Linked DNA regions of Capsicum annuum: region 2 is linked to region 1. A link is a contact called in public Hi-C data. All regions are on one chromosome and are shown on one strand. The core of a region is the stretch at or near the end of the contact, and the rest is flanking DNA. Distances in the headings are between cores, read along the strand shown. Region 1 has its middle 16 kb from the start of LOC124888797. Region 2 has its middle 12 kb from the start of LOC107848103.

Evidence for each region. Hi-C and Micro-C count contacts between places; a contact is called where the count stands out from the background.
Region 2: a contact with region 1 is called in a Hi-C map of pericarp, with 3 times the contacts expected there. The contact joins two enhancer-like sites. A contact is called at or near these places in 3 of 5 Hi-C or Micro-C datasets (leaf, pericarp and placenta).

Annotation. Positions count from the first base shown.
Region 1 is chr11:19,625,299-19,632,103 of UCD10Xv1.1, reverse strand. It overlaps the pseudogene LOC107846685. Among protein-coding and RNA genes, the nearest start is that of LOC124888797, 16 kb to the left of the region's middle. Within about 2 kb of position 3,508, at least 5 of the 5 cell types and tissues checked have an H3K27ac peak or open chromatin away from gene starts, as enhancers often do. A contact at or near this core is called in leaf and pericarp, where this site is marked.
Region 2 is chr11:19,659,337-19,666,141 of UCD10Xv1.1, reverse strand. No RefSeq gene overlaps it. Among protein-coding and RNA genes, the nearest start is that of LOC107848103, 12 kb to the left of the region's middle. Within about 2 kb of position 3,246, at least 3 of the 5 cell types and tissues checked have an H3K27ac peak or open chromatin away from gene starts, as enhancers often do. A contact at or near this core is called in leaf and pericarp, where this site is marked.

The sequences.
Region 1 (6,805 bases), core at 2,259-4,758:
CTGTCTTTTCTTCTTTTCGTATCAGTTTGGGTGATAGACTTTCTTGTCAAGGTACGCCGCGACAAGTTCCATTATGACCCTCGTTTTTAGGTCATGACAGTGACTTTTATGCTCCTACCCCCACCCCTCTTCCCCCATCCCAAAAACACTCAAATTCACATTACTCAAAAAATTTTACATTTTTCAAAAAAAGTTTCACTGTGCTTTACTCCAATTTTTCACTGCTTGAAATAAAAAATAGTGAAGCCCAAATTTTTTTCTATTTTCAATGTTCTTTGAATGTACTATTATTTTCATGTGCATAGAGGAAGCCTTACCTATGTTACTTTTGCTAATTGTATATTCCATTTTGACGTTGTTGTAGCTTGTTTCACAAGGTTGAATAAGCTTGTCGTTCAATGGTATTTTTATTGATTGTAGTATTTTGAGATTGTCCCAACAAAATGTTGAAAAGTTCTCCTATGCTGAAAAGTTCTCCTATGCTTGCTAATTTGCTTAAAAATTAGTGACTTTTAACATTTTAGTACTCGATATTGATATTATCTACTATGCTTAAATTAGTTCTTACAAATTGTTGAGTTGCTAGAGGCAGTGATATACTAGCTAACAATTAGTAGTATTTTTTTAAAAATATTTTTTCACTCACCAACCGAACATTAGAAAATATTTTCTACTCACTAATCAAACATCATAAAATATTTTTCGAAAAATATTTTTCACTCACCAACCAAACATAAGAAAATAAATAGAAAATCAACTTATTTTCAAGTAAAACTTTTTCAGAAAAACATTTTTCATGGAAAATATTTTCCATCATACCAAACACACCCGTAATTAACTTGTGTTTTATCTATAATCTATATTTATAATTCTATATAATAAATTAAAAGTGTGAACGGTCTTAGAAATATTGTTTGAATTTTTTGCCCTTCATTAAAAGTCTTTGCTTCAGACAAAATCATCTTTTCATTACTTTTTTCTAATATTTAAGAGTTGAAAATTAATTAAATATATTCATGGTAAAACCTTTTCCTTATTAGAATTCATCAGAATTAATGATAACTTATACATTTTTCATTAGTTTAAGAATTCTAACAGCTAAATTTGATTTTAAGAAAATTTAAAAAATCTATGAATAAATATAAAAACATTAGATAAGAAAAATTTAAGATGTATCAAAAATTTTAAAAGTGTTAAGTATGTAATAAGAATGTAATCAATGATTTTGTTAAGATTTGACTTTAAGAGTAAGGAGAGATTTAAAATATAGAAGAAAAAAAATAATCATACCACAAATATGGTTCAAATTGATTCGTCTCTCTTAGCCTCTGACAGTAAGGGAAACAGGTATTGCATGACAAACGCAAAAGTGATGATCCATCAACTACTTGAAATTTCTGATGGCAAAATATATATATGCTTACACTAAAATATATATTTATGTTTACATTATTATATCAAAGTGTGAAGAATTTTTGACAAGTGATTTGATTTTTTTTACAGTTCATTAAAAATCTTCGCAGTAAATAAAATTATTTAATTTTAAATAATCAAAAGTTACACGTGTGAGGCACGTTCTGTTACACTAGTATTTTAAAAAATGGATGTCACACAAGTTAAATGCATTATCCTTTAGTTGATATTGTGTCTACCTAGTTTCCATGTAATTAAAGTCTACTTGGGAGTTTATTGTTGTTCATTGTATGGAACTCTAATTGTAGGTGCTTACCAGTGAAACTGTTGAGGGATCGTTTGGCATACGATCACAGAGTATCTACTTGAATTTAATGTTTGAATAATATGTGGATCATGATTAGTAAGTATTTGATTCAGAGTACAATATGCTGATACTATGCCTCTTAGTCCAATGAACAACAATAAACTTCCAAGTAGATTTTAATCTCATGGAGCAACTTAGAGTATCAACTAAAGGATAGCACACTTAATTTGTGGTTATCCATTTTTTAAAAAAATTAACCGAAGTTAACTTTGATCTGCTAAATTTTTTCACATATAGCGCACATTTTTTTGTGCTCAATGCCTATTTACGTCATCATTTAAAAATATTACATATTTCTGTCACTTTTTAAGTTTGATGACATATTTAGTTCTGGATTCCATGTGACAACAAAGGATTGGCCTTCTGAGTCAAAATCGTCGCACGGGGCTTTTCGAGTGTTGTTTATCTCTCCTATGTAGTTTGTGAGCTGTTAAACAGGAGTAGAGTTTACCTTGTGCACACCCAAAAAGTAGTGATTGTGGGTTCCCTCATCATTTTAAAAATTCAATTAAGATAAAAAAAGGAAATATAACTATTGTTCAAAGTTGAGGAAAACTTTATTTTTTAAGACAAAATTGAGAAAGGAAAATGATTTTCACCCAATAACTTCCGATAGCAGAAATACTTTAAGATTTATGGTGTAATCGAGAAAAAGAATTATATTTTTGAAAGCACATAACACATTCCTTTCAATTGTTTAGTTTTGTGCTAATGATCCAAGATATTCCAATTTTGCATTTCTGAAAATGTAATACTACAACTTATTTAAAGTGAATTTAATAACCCTTAAAAAAAAATAAAGAACCACACCTACAGTGGGAGGTGCTCTACACCACCTCCACGTGTCAGTTTTTATTCTTGTATATATTTTAATTTTTTTTCTTTTTCTTTTTTTCATCCGCCCGCTTTGGTGCTTCACCATATCGCCTGCGAAACTACGAAATCCACCACCAACTACTCCTCGCCACCATCCAAGCTCTCACTAACACCATCGTTGCAATCTTCAACTTCACAATACCCATCACCAAATGCAATTTCACCTTCACTTTCATCAATCCCACAATACTCTACTCGTCGCCAATATTAATTTCACCACCATTGCTTCAGCCACGATACTTATCTTGGAATTTCAAAAATGGTATCAAAACGACAGATGTTCCATCCTAAATCATTTTTACAATATAATGATTAAATGAACAAAAAATTAATTGCAAAGTTTTATCTTGAAATTTCGGTGGCCGTATTGAAACTGTTAAAAGGAATTTAAATGGCTGAAGCAATTAAAAAACTCGCACTTTCATCTCCACCTCCATCAATTCCACAACACCCATCATCGAAACCTTTTAATGTCACCAGCGTCAATACCCATCGTCTGACTCCATAAGACTAACAACAAACACATGTGGCATGACAATTGTATTTCTCCATAAACTGAACAACCTCTGTAAAGATTTAGCAATTAGGCTTTCTTTAACAACCATAATAGACACTTCCGGCAAGCTCTCCGTCCTATGCCCAAAAAAATAGTATTTTGCTATTCTTTATTCCGGTGGAATGGAAGAGTTGGAAGTCGGGATAGTGATGGAGGAAGAGAAACGGATAAGGTGGTTGTGGCTGGTGGCTGTACATGTGGTGGGTGGCATGGTGGTTGTAAAATTAAAGGAGGAGAATAATGGAGCAAGACCAAAAAACAAAGTAAAAATAAATAAATAAATAAATTGTGACCTGATAATTATTTATATTTTTTACCCTTCTCACGCGAGTTTGGAGAGTGATGACATTCTCCTGATTAGGGGATATATTAAATTTACTTGAAATGACTTTAGGGAGGATTTTATGATTTTCTCTAATTTTGGACTTAAAATGTAATAATTAATTACTTTATTTTTGCTCGTATAGATAATCAGTAATCAGATATATAATTTTAATTTATGAGATACGTTCATTTCTGTATAATATATTAACTAAATCAAAGAGAGAGATATAATTAAAATTATGTATTCGAAAATTTATGATTTTGTGGATGTATCCAATTATTTAAAAAAAAAAAAAGAAATTTTGGGTAATTAATAAAAAAATTAGAGATTTTATGTAGTTAATAAAGATAAGCTGTAGTATATGTAATTTTTTCTAATAAGTAGCTGTTCAAAGAAGGTCAAAATTCCTATTCGAAAAATATCCAACTTTACAAACCAACTTTTACAAAAAAATTTAACGTTTAATCGCTTTCGTTTGATGTGAAGTAAAATGTATAATAATTTTGAAATAATGTAGAATTATTTTATATTTATCTCATTATTTATATTAGGGATAACTTATTTCCAAGCATACGACTTAGTTTTTCTCTAAATAATAATGAAAAGTAAGATATACTTCAGTCAATATATGTAAGTGATATTTCAAACTAAGAGGGTGTTTGAATTAAATTATTTCAAGTGCTTTTAGTTCATCTTTAATTTTGAAAATGTTTTAAAATGAGAAAAAGTGAAGGGTTAAAACCCTTACACCATCCCGCTTTTTTTAGTAACATCAATTATTAGGTGTGTGCGCTTCTCAACTCAAATATCATAAATTATTTATCAAAACACTCATCCTCAATTATCAATTGCTCAATTTTTCTATCTAAATAATGTATTCAATTTTTTTAAAAAATAAATTAATAATTGGTGACAATTCAAATAAAAAATTCACACACCCGATACTTCAATACGAAACTCAAAAAATGGGAAATCGGTATACACTCTACTATATAATAAGTCACAATAAGCAGCTGAAGCAGTCTGCTCATGGTCGACATGTCTGCTTCAATCGTGATTTTACTATATTATCTCTAAATAATTATTATAAAGTCATTGACGTATTAAAAAAATTAATAATAATTAATAAAAAATTAAAATAAACATTAATTATGACATGACTGCTTCAGCCGTAATTTTACTATATCACTCATAATTAATTATTAAAAGTCATTTAAGTATTAAAAATTAATAATATTTAATAAAAAGGATAAAATAGACATATAATGATAAATTATTTTTTGATGGTTTAAATTAACTTGACGTCCTATATGAGACCACTTAAAAAAAATTCACAAGTATTTGTTATAATAATTTTACTATGTCACTTCTAATTAGTAGAATAGAAGAAAAAATATTATAAATCACAATAATTAAAAACTTAAATAATTTTAAAAATATAATTGATTATTAATGCCATAAAAGTTTGAACAACTTAAAATATTATTATAAATTTCATTACTCTCAATATAATAATATATGCCTAACTTAAAATTTATTAATGTGATAAGGCGATGGTTGTAAAACTTGCCTACAAAACACAAGCACAAAAAACTTAGTATGAATTATCATCTTTGTAGATAGAGCTTCAACAAAATCAAAGAATGTCAATACACTTCTTTCACCAAATATGCTAAACCAACCCCCTTTTCCTTCCATCACTCCAAACCGTTCACAATCCATGAAATTCCACTCATCGAGTCTGACTAGAGTAGAATGTATACACACTTTGTCACTACCTTGTACACATAAAAGAGACACTACATCCTCAATTTTTCACTTGTGTTGTCTGACGAGAATAAAGTACACGCAGACCTTACCAATTGCATCCTCAATTTCTCCGAAATTTATAAAAACCACCATTCCAAAACTGACTATGGACTCAAATTCAGAGAAAAACTCCTCTACCTTGAACAAATTAAAATTAACCCCACAAAAGCCCTTCAACAAAACCCAAATCTCCGTTCAGCAAATCTTGAACCAATCAAATCCGTTGAAATTTGCCTCAATTCAATGGGAATTGAACGTTCGACAATTAGTCGAATACTTGATATGCATCCCAAACTCTTAAATTCCGATCCTTATACTGATTTTTACCCATATTTGAATTCTCTGTAAACGAAGTTGCAATACCTTTAAACGACATTCGTAGATGTATTATCCGTTGTCCAAGAATTTTGGTGTCTAGTGTTGAAAAACAACTGAACCCCATATTTCAGCTCTTGAAAGTATTTGGATTTTTGGGTTTGAATAGGATTACTTGTCAAACTGATGTACTACTTGTATATAGTGTTGAGCATACGTTGACCCCGAAAATTGATTACTTGGTTAGTTTAGGAATTGCACGTAATAATGTGGTTAGTATGATACTGAGATCACCTGGATTGTTGACATTTAGTATTGAGAAGAATTTTAAGCCGAAAGTTGAGTATTTGTTTAAGGAAATGGATAGGAATATAGGAGAGTTGAAGAAGTTTTCAAAGTATTTTTTGTTTAGTTTGGAAGGAAAGATTAAGCCTAGGAATAGGTTTTTGGTGGAGCATGGATTTACGATGTCTTTATCGGAGATGTTGAAGGTTAGTGAAGGGGAATTCTATGCCAGATTGATTAAAATGAGATTGTGGTTAGTGGAGAACAAGCAATTATTGTAGCAAGTGATTCTTTTCTTTGGATAGAGTCGATTTTTGTATATGCTGGAGAATCATTAGAGTAAATACTAAATGTTTCACATGTATTAATTGTTGTTAGATGTACAATTTTTGCTATAAAGTAATGATTTTTATCCTTGACGTGGTGCTTTCTGTTCATAATTCTTATTGTTTCATATGGTTCAAAATGTGCTACTTACGTTCTCGTTAAAGGGATATCATCCAAGTAACTCTTTCTATAGATAGAGTCGATCTGTATATGTTGGAGAGTCATTAGAGAGTCAATACTAAATGTTTCACATATATAATTATGGTCAGATATACATTTTTGCGATAAAGTTATGATTTTTATCTTTGATGTGGTGTTGTATGTTCATGATTTTTATTGTTTCATGTGGAATGTTATTTGAAGTTAGCTATGTTCTTATTTTTTATAAAGAATATCTTTCATCTATTGATGATTTGACATTCGTGTCCATCTAGTACCTGCTTCTCAAAGATTGCATTTGTTATATCTGTCTTTATATAAGCGGATGTAGTTATAGCCACACCTATGATAGAGGAACGTGTAGTTATAGGAG
Region 2 (6,805 bases), core at 1,997-4,496, 34 kb before region 1:
TCGATGGACAAGTTAAATCTTTGAAACATAAGATAGAAGAAAATTTATCGTAATTTACTTACTCATTAGAATAACTTCAGCTAAGTAAAAAAAAGCATAAAATTTAAAATCTTTTGTTAATAATAATTTCATCAATTATATACTCTCTTTGTCTCAAATTGTATATCGAGAATTCTAAAATTAGTTATCTCAAACTATTTGTCACTTTAGAAATTCAATATAAAATTAATTATTTTTCTAATTTTATCTTTAATAGTAATTGTTCTTAAAGATTAACAAGCACCTCAAAATGATAAATAAATAATAGTATAAATATTCAATGAATCGAAATTATATCTTAAGATATAAATAACAATAAAATAATCAAGCATTTTTGATCAATCATTTCTTAAGAAGCGTGTAAAAAAAACATACTAAATAATTGAAGATGGAGAGAGTATCGTATAAAATAGAGTAGTAATACACAGAGGCGGAACCAAAATTTTACGCGCGGGCTCCGCCCTTGGTAATACATAGGAATAGTTATTATGGGGCCTTTAGTATGTTGGGGCTTGAAGCAGTAGTTTCAATGACTTTATCATTGAGCCGAACCTGATTGCTTTTAAACTTCTTGGATGGATTCCTTATGTTTGATCCATCTCAATCCCTAGTGACAGGAATTTAGCTCTAATCTAATCAAGGAGTTCACCTTGATGGTTGCTTACAAAAGGTGTAGATAAAAATCCTTAGAGGACGTAGCTGATACGAGCGGACTTTATTTGTAGAATTATACTGCATATATCATTTTTGTGGTTCTACTAGGCCCGACACATGCACTGTTTCTTCAATCTTGTCCACTTTTTTAACTCCCCTCTATTAAAATATCAAAAAAGTAGGCGAGCTAGTATTTTATAATTCGTGTTTGATCTCTTCTATCGTTGCCTAATTCGTTGTCACCTATGTTGGGAAAAGGTTTGATACCTCTGTAGAGAATTAAAAAAAAGGGCCAAAGAATCTTACTCCTAACCGTGCTTTTCGAAGCCATTTCACTACTTGACCATTTTGGCGAAATAAAATTTTAGAAATCTTGAATGTCATGGAGGATGCGAAGCGTCAACTAGTGATGGAACCAACATTTTAATTAAGGGGTTCAAAATAAAAAAATATGAACAAAAGAACTAGTTAAAGAAGATTCAACGTCTGTTATGTGTACATGAAAAATAATTTTAAATTTGTACAAAATAGTATAATTTTTCGACGATTCGAACCCCTCACTATTAGCTAACTCCTGACGTCAATCCCTATATTTTTTTGTTCTTGTTGAATTTGTCCTTAGGTTGACTCATATTATCCCAACTCTTTCAATTTGTATAATTTACCCCTCCACCCCAATCTGAGTTAGTATGCCCCCTCGATGTCCTATTAACCATCAATTTAATTCCGATTGGCACTAAAATTAGTGGGATTTTACAATAATATGGTATAATTTTACCTAAGAACTACGTGATTTAGGCTATTATATAATGTAAATATATGAAAACACGTGATTAGTGTATGGTCCAAAATATCTTCAAACACAGTGCTCCCCCAAAGTCCAAAGATTGTACTAACGGTGAGAGAATAAAGTGATTTAGGATGCTAATAATGAGCATATATGAAAACATGTGATTAGTGTAAGATCCAAAATATTTTCAAACACAACGCTTGACTAGAGTTTGACTATAGAAATTATTTATTTATTTATTTTTAAAGTAACTTTTATTCAGTATTTGATCATAAAAATCTCAAATTAAATTTGAAGCTGCATTTCAAATTTAAAATGTAGCTTATAACCTGTCTCTATTTCACTTATCATTTTTAAAACTATATTGAAACATAAACATCAATTAAAATAATTTTTTTAAAAAAATATAATTAAACATAATTTTATTTTCAACTCGAATTTTGATTTGTTGCAATTTTTGTGGGAGCGAATTAATGGAGCCAAAAGAACAGAGATATGGAAATTTTTTAGGGATGTCATATTCTTCGGACATCTTCACATGTGATTATTTTTTTCGCCGCATTTGTCGTTCGTCTTACTTGTCCTACTTCTCTTCTTATTCTATTTTATATTTACTTTACTAAAAATATAAATTATGTGATGTGAAAGATCAGAAGGAATAATTTTGTAAGAAATAAAAAGTTAAAACCAAAAAATTAATGAATCTTATCTTTGATTCGCTCCACATATAAAATTATAGTGGAAATGTTGTTATTATTGTTATTATTATTATTATATTTTTACCTTCAATACTATAAGTAAAGTTTAAATAATTTATCGTCTAGCTATCTTATAAGAAAATAATATAGGTAATATGATATGGCGAATGTCGAGTGTAATTAAGTTATGGTTTGAAAAGTGATAGTTTAGGCGTGATTTGATCACTAACTCAAAATAATAACATGTTCAGCAGATGTAGCGTACAAGTTCTGGTTTGTATTAAGACAGTAATTTTGGTTCAATGTATAAATAAATAAATAATTAACTATGTAATATAATCTAAATAGATCCTTATAATTCGACACTCTACCCGACTCTACACATAACAAAAGTTTTAGAGCTCGAATTGCCCTTTTAACTTAGTCAACATAAGTTGCATTGAAATCTCAAACTCGAACTCATAAAGTTTGATATTTTTTTTTAAATTAAAGGATTGTAATACTATCATTGGCAACAGATAGGAATTTGGCAAGTCACAAGCCCATAATAGAGGCCCTATATCTTCGTTCCTGGATTGATTTACTCAAAATATCCCCTTTTTACATAATTATACAGATTTTGTCCCTGATTTTAAAAGTTGGGTAAGTATACTTCTTCAAAATTTACCCTTCTTGATAAGATTACACTTGCTTCTAATGTTTTCTCATACAATTTTCAATCATATAGATAAAATAGTAGATCATTGTCTGACGACGTCTGAATATAAAATAGTAGATCATTGTCTGACGACGTCTGAATAACTTATAAAATCTAAAGTAATTATTTAACGTTCTCTAATAAGATTTTCAATTAGTTCAAACAAGATCTTTAGACTATGATCTCATATGATAGGTCTATATAAGTTAAACAAAATAAATAAATAAATAAAGGATCGTTTACCAAACAACTGTTCGAAAAAGGGATAATTGATGAAAAGTTTTGCTTTTCATGCTATATAAGGACTAAGCCTTCAGGACTATCAGAGCCCATAAGAGAATTTCACTGGGCTAATGCAATATGAACATTTATTTTTAGTGTATGCTTCTTCACTACTTGTACAAACTTTATACAGCTAAGCTGTATTGAGGGATCATTTCGCCATGCTTTATTAAGTTTGATGAAATTTATTTTATGAAGGAAGACAGTTTGCATCAAAATTATCTTTAACTTTTGATTCACGAAATAAATAACTTCCCATAGCAAAAATACTTAAGATTTATGGTGTTATCGAAAACTAGAATTGTATTTTTGAAAGCACATAACACATCCTTTTCAATTGTTTAGTTTTGTGCTAATGATCCAAGATATTCCAATTTGCATTTCTGAAAATGTAATAACTTATCTTATTGTAGAGAATAGCAAATTTGAAACCTATCAGCTAGCGTTCGATAAACATTTTGTTTTATGCATATTTCTCTTTATCGCTACCTAGATCTAAACAAGATTACTTAAACAACATTAAGAAAATAACATAAACATACGCCCTAACTTATATTTATACAAACCCCTACCATTACAAAGTAATTATAAAAATTCAACTAATTATGTACCTTCATTGGATGTATCGGGAGCTAATTATGTATCTCGACAAACCCAAAACCAAAAAAATGTATCGGAAGCTGATTATGTATCTTTGCACCGGAAAAATTGGATCTTTATTGTATGTATTATGTATCTCAACAGATCCAGGATCGAAAAAAATGTATCAAAAGTTAATTATGTATCTTTACAAAGGAAAAAATGTATCTTCGTTGGATATATCAGGAGCTAATTATGTATATCGACACATTCAAAATTGAAATTTACATTAATTGTGTAAAATATCAGGATTTTCTGTAATTAAGTTCCAAATTGTCGGAATTTACTTCCTCCGTTCATTTTTACTTGTCATATTTTCACTTGACACACTCATTAATAAAATGACTATTTTACCATAGTACCTCTGTTTAATTATATTTACATTGTGTCTTGAAATTAATTTGAAGAAAAATTAATTAATGCTAAGAGTAAAATAGGATATCGAATCAACCATTATCTTATCAGTTGGCTATCAGATTAGTACATTTAAAAATCAATAACCAACAAGCCAAACCGATAAGCATAATTATCTGCCCAATCCATCGATAAGCAATCTAACCAAAATCTTTTAATCTTGTGATCTTAAAAATGTCATGTAAAAAATCAAAATTAAGGAGTTCCCAAGAAAGGAAGGAGACATTCTCTACAACGAACGAACAGAAAAAAAAAGATTTGAAATTGATCCATAGTTAAAATGTTTAAAAATATTTCAAAATTATTAAACTACCTTTAACTAATATAATATAACAAATCAAACAAAAATTTAGAGTAACAAAAAAAATTACAAATGGACTCGAGCTTAGCACGGACCAATAGCACAGATTATAGGATACAAATTGGAGGAAATAACTCTCTACAAGTGTGTTGGTCCAACATGGAGCCTTGAATTTGTTGGGTCCATGTAACTGCTTATAGTTTGGGCCTACACAAATAGCTGTTCGAACAAGGTTAGAACTCCTATTCAAAAAATATCCAACTTTACAAACTGACTCTAAACAGTTTTTAACGTTTAATCGCTTTTGTTTGGCGTAAAGTATGAAGGTATAGTAGTTTCGAAATGATATACGATTATTTTATCTTGTATTTGATTGAAGATATTAGTCAACTTTGAGATTATTTATTCTATTATTTATATAAGGGATTACTTGTTTCTAACCAAACATCATTCCACCAATAATGATGAAAAGTAAGTTATATATACTTTGTAAAACCAATACGTGTAACTAATATTTCAAACTAAGAGAGAGTGTTTGAATTGACTTATTTCAATTGCTTTTAGTTTTTTATTTTTTGAGAATGTTTGAAAAAGAGAAAAAGCGAAGGGTAAAAACACTTGCATTATTCCGATATTTTGAGTTTCATGCATCAGTTATCAAGTGTGATTTTCTCAACTAAACTATCACCAATTATTTATCAAAAAACTTTCTCAATTATCAATTGCTTACTTTTCCTACCTGAACATTCACAGATATTGCAATACGAAACTCAAGAAATTTAAATACTTTAGATGTGTTTTGAATGTCATTTTCAAATAAAAATAAGAAATTGGTGTATATATGTTGGATATTTTATTTAAATTAAATTAATAAGTATAAGTATTTTAATAAAGAGATGCCTTTTTAGTGAAGAGGTATCTTTTATATGAAGAGGTGTCTCTTAGATAAAAAGTTGTGACTTTTATGAAAAAGTGTTTTTAGTGAAAGGTTGTGTCCTTTCATCCTTTGGGCACCAACAATGTTATTTAAATCCAACTCTATAGATTTCTATCATAATTTTTACAACATACTTTTTCAAAGCTTTTTCCAAAGGTTTTCTTCTTCCTCAAAGGATTGAGTCTTGACTTCTTGCTTTTCAGAAGAATTTCCTCACTATTTTCTTAGTTCAGAATTCAATAGGCTTGTCATACCCACTAAAACTATTTGCGTTAAATCCCATAGAAATCTCGCAGATGAGAGGGAGCCAATATCGTTTTTAGGAAAACGTTTTGCGAATGTTTCAAGCCTTTGATTTTGTGTTTGTTTTTCTGATTACTTTTTCGTATATTTTTATATGTGTTCATGAAACATATTTTCCAACATTCTAAAAAGATACTTACTATATATGAAGAAAATTGAATTTCTGCAATGTAGAAAAGGCTTCGATAGACTAACTGGTCTGATAAAAGAGAAAATTGATTTCAGACCTGTACCCGGCTAAATTTGGTGTTGTCTTTAGCAATTTTACATAGTGGCTGAAAGGTGTCCAAACTATATCTTTATGTCATCCTATTATGGTGGCCATGTGGAGATGTGTTGTTGCCAAGAGATACTAAAATTTGGAGAATTTCGTCTACTGGTTAGTGTAGTGTGTGGTCTATGCAGAAAGATGTTTAGAAGAATAGTTGGAGATATTACGATTAATTTTTTTAAAAAGTTGCACAATGGAAAGATCTTTTCTGCGGGATTTTACTCTTGAAGGAGTCAAAGGGCATTTTGTTTAACAAGAAGAAGGCGATGTGTTGCAGATGATATTAAAAAAAAGAAATAAAAAAGTTGTGCTTTCTTTGGTTTGATATACAACATTGTTAATTTATGTTGAGGTTTGTGGTGATTCACTTCTCTGCTTTTCCTGAGCATTAATATGAAGGTTGTTGAGATTAATAGATAACACACCACAGATTCACATAAATCAAGAACACCTATAAGTAACGAAATATGAGAGAGGAAAGGTGCGTACTTTTTTCCGCCATTGCTTACACGTAATCGAAGATGAGCTAGGCTGAGTCTTCCTCTCTTTTGCTTATGACGACTAGCAGCTTATAGGAATGAGTCTTATGTTAAAGCCAGGAGAGAGGATATAGCCTTATATTTATAGGCTTAAAACCTTAACCTAGTGCACCTCCTATTATGGGCTCACAGGTCTATTACAGGCCTACACTATTGCCAGCCCACACCAATAACATGAAATGGATACAGGCCCATATGAAATCCGCATGAATATATGGCCTGTGTCTTGTCCACCAACTAA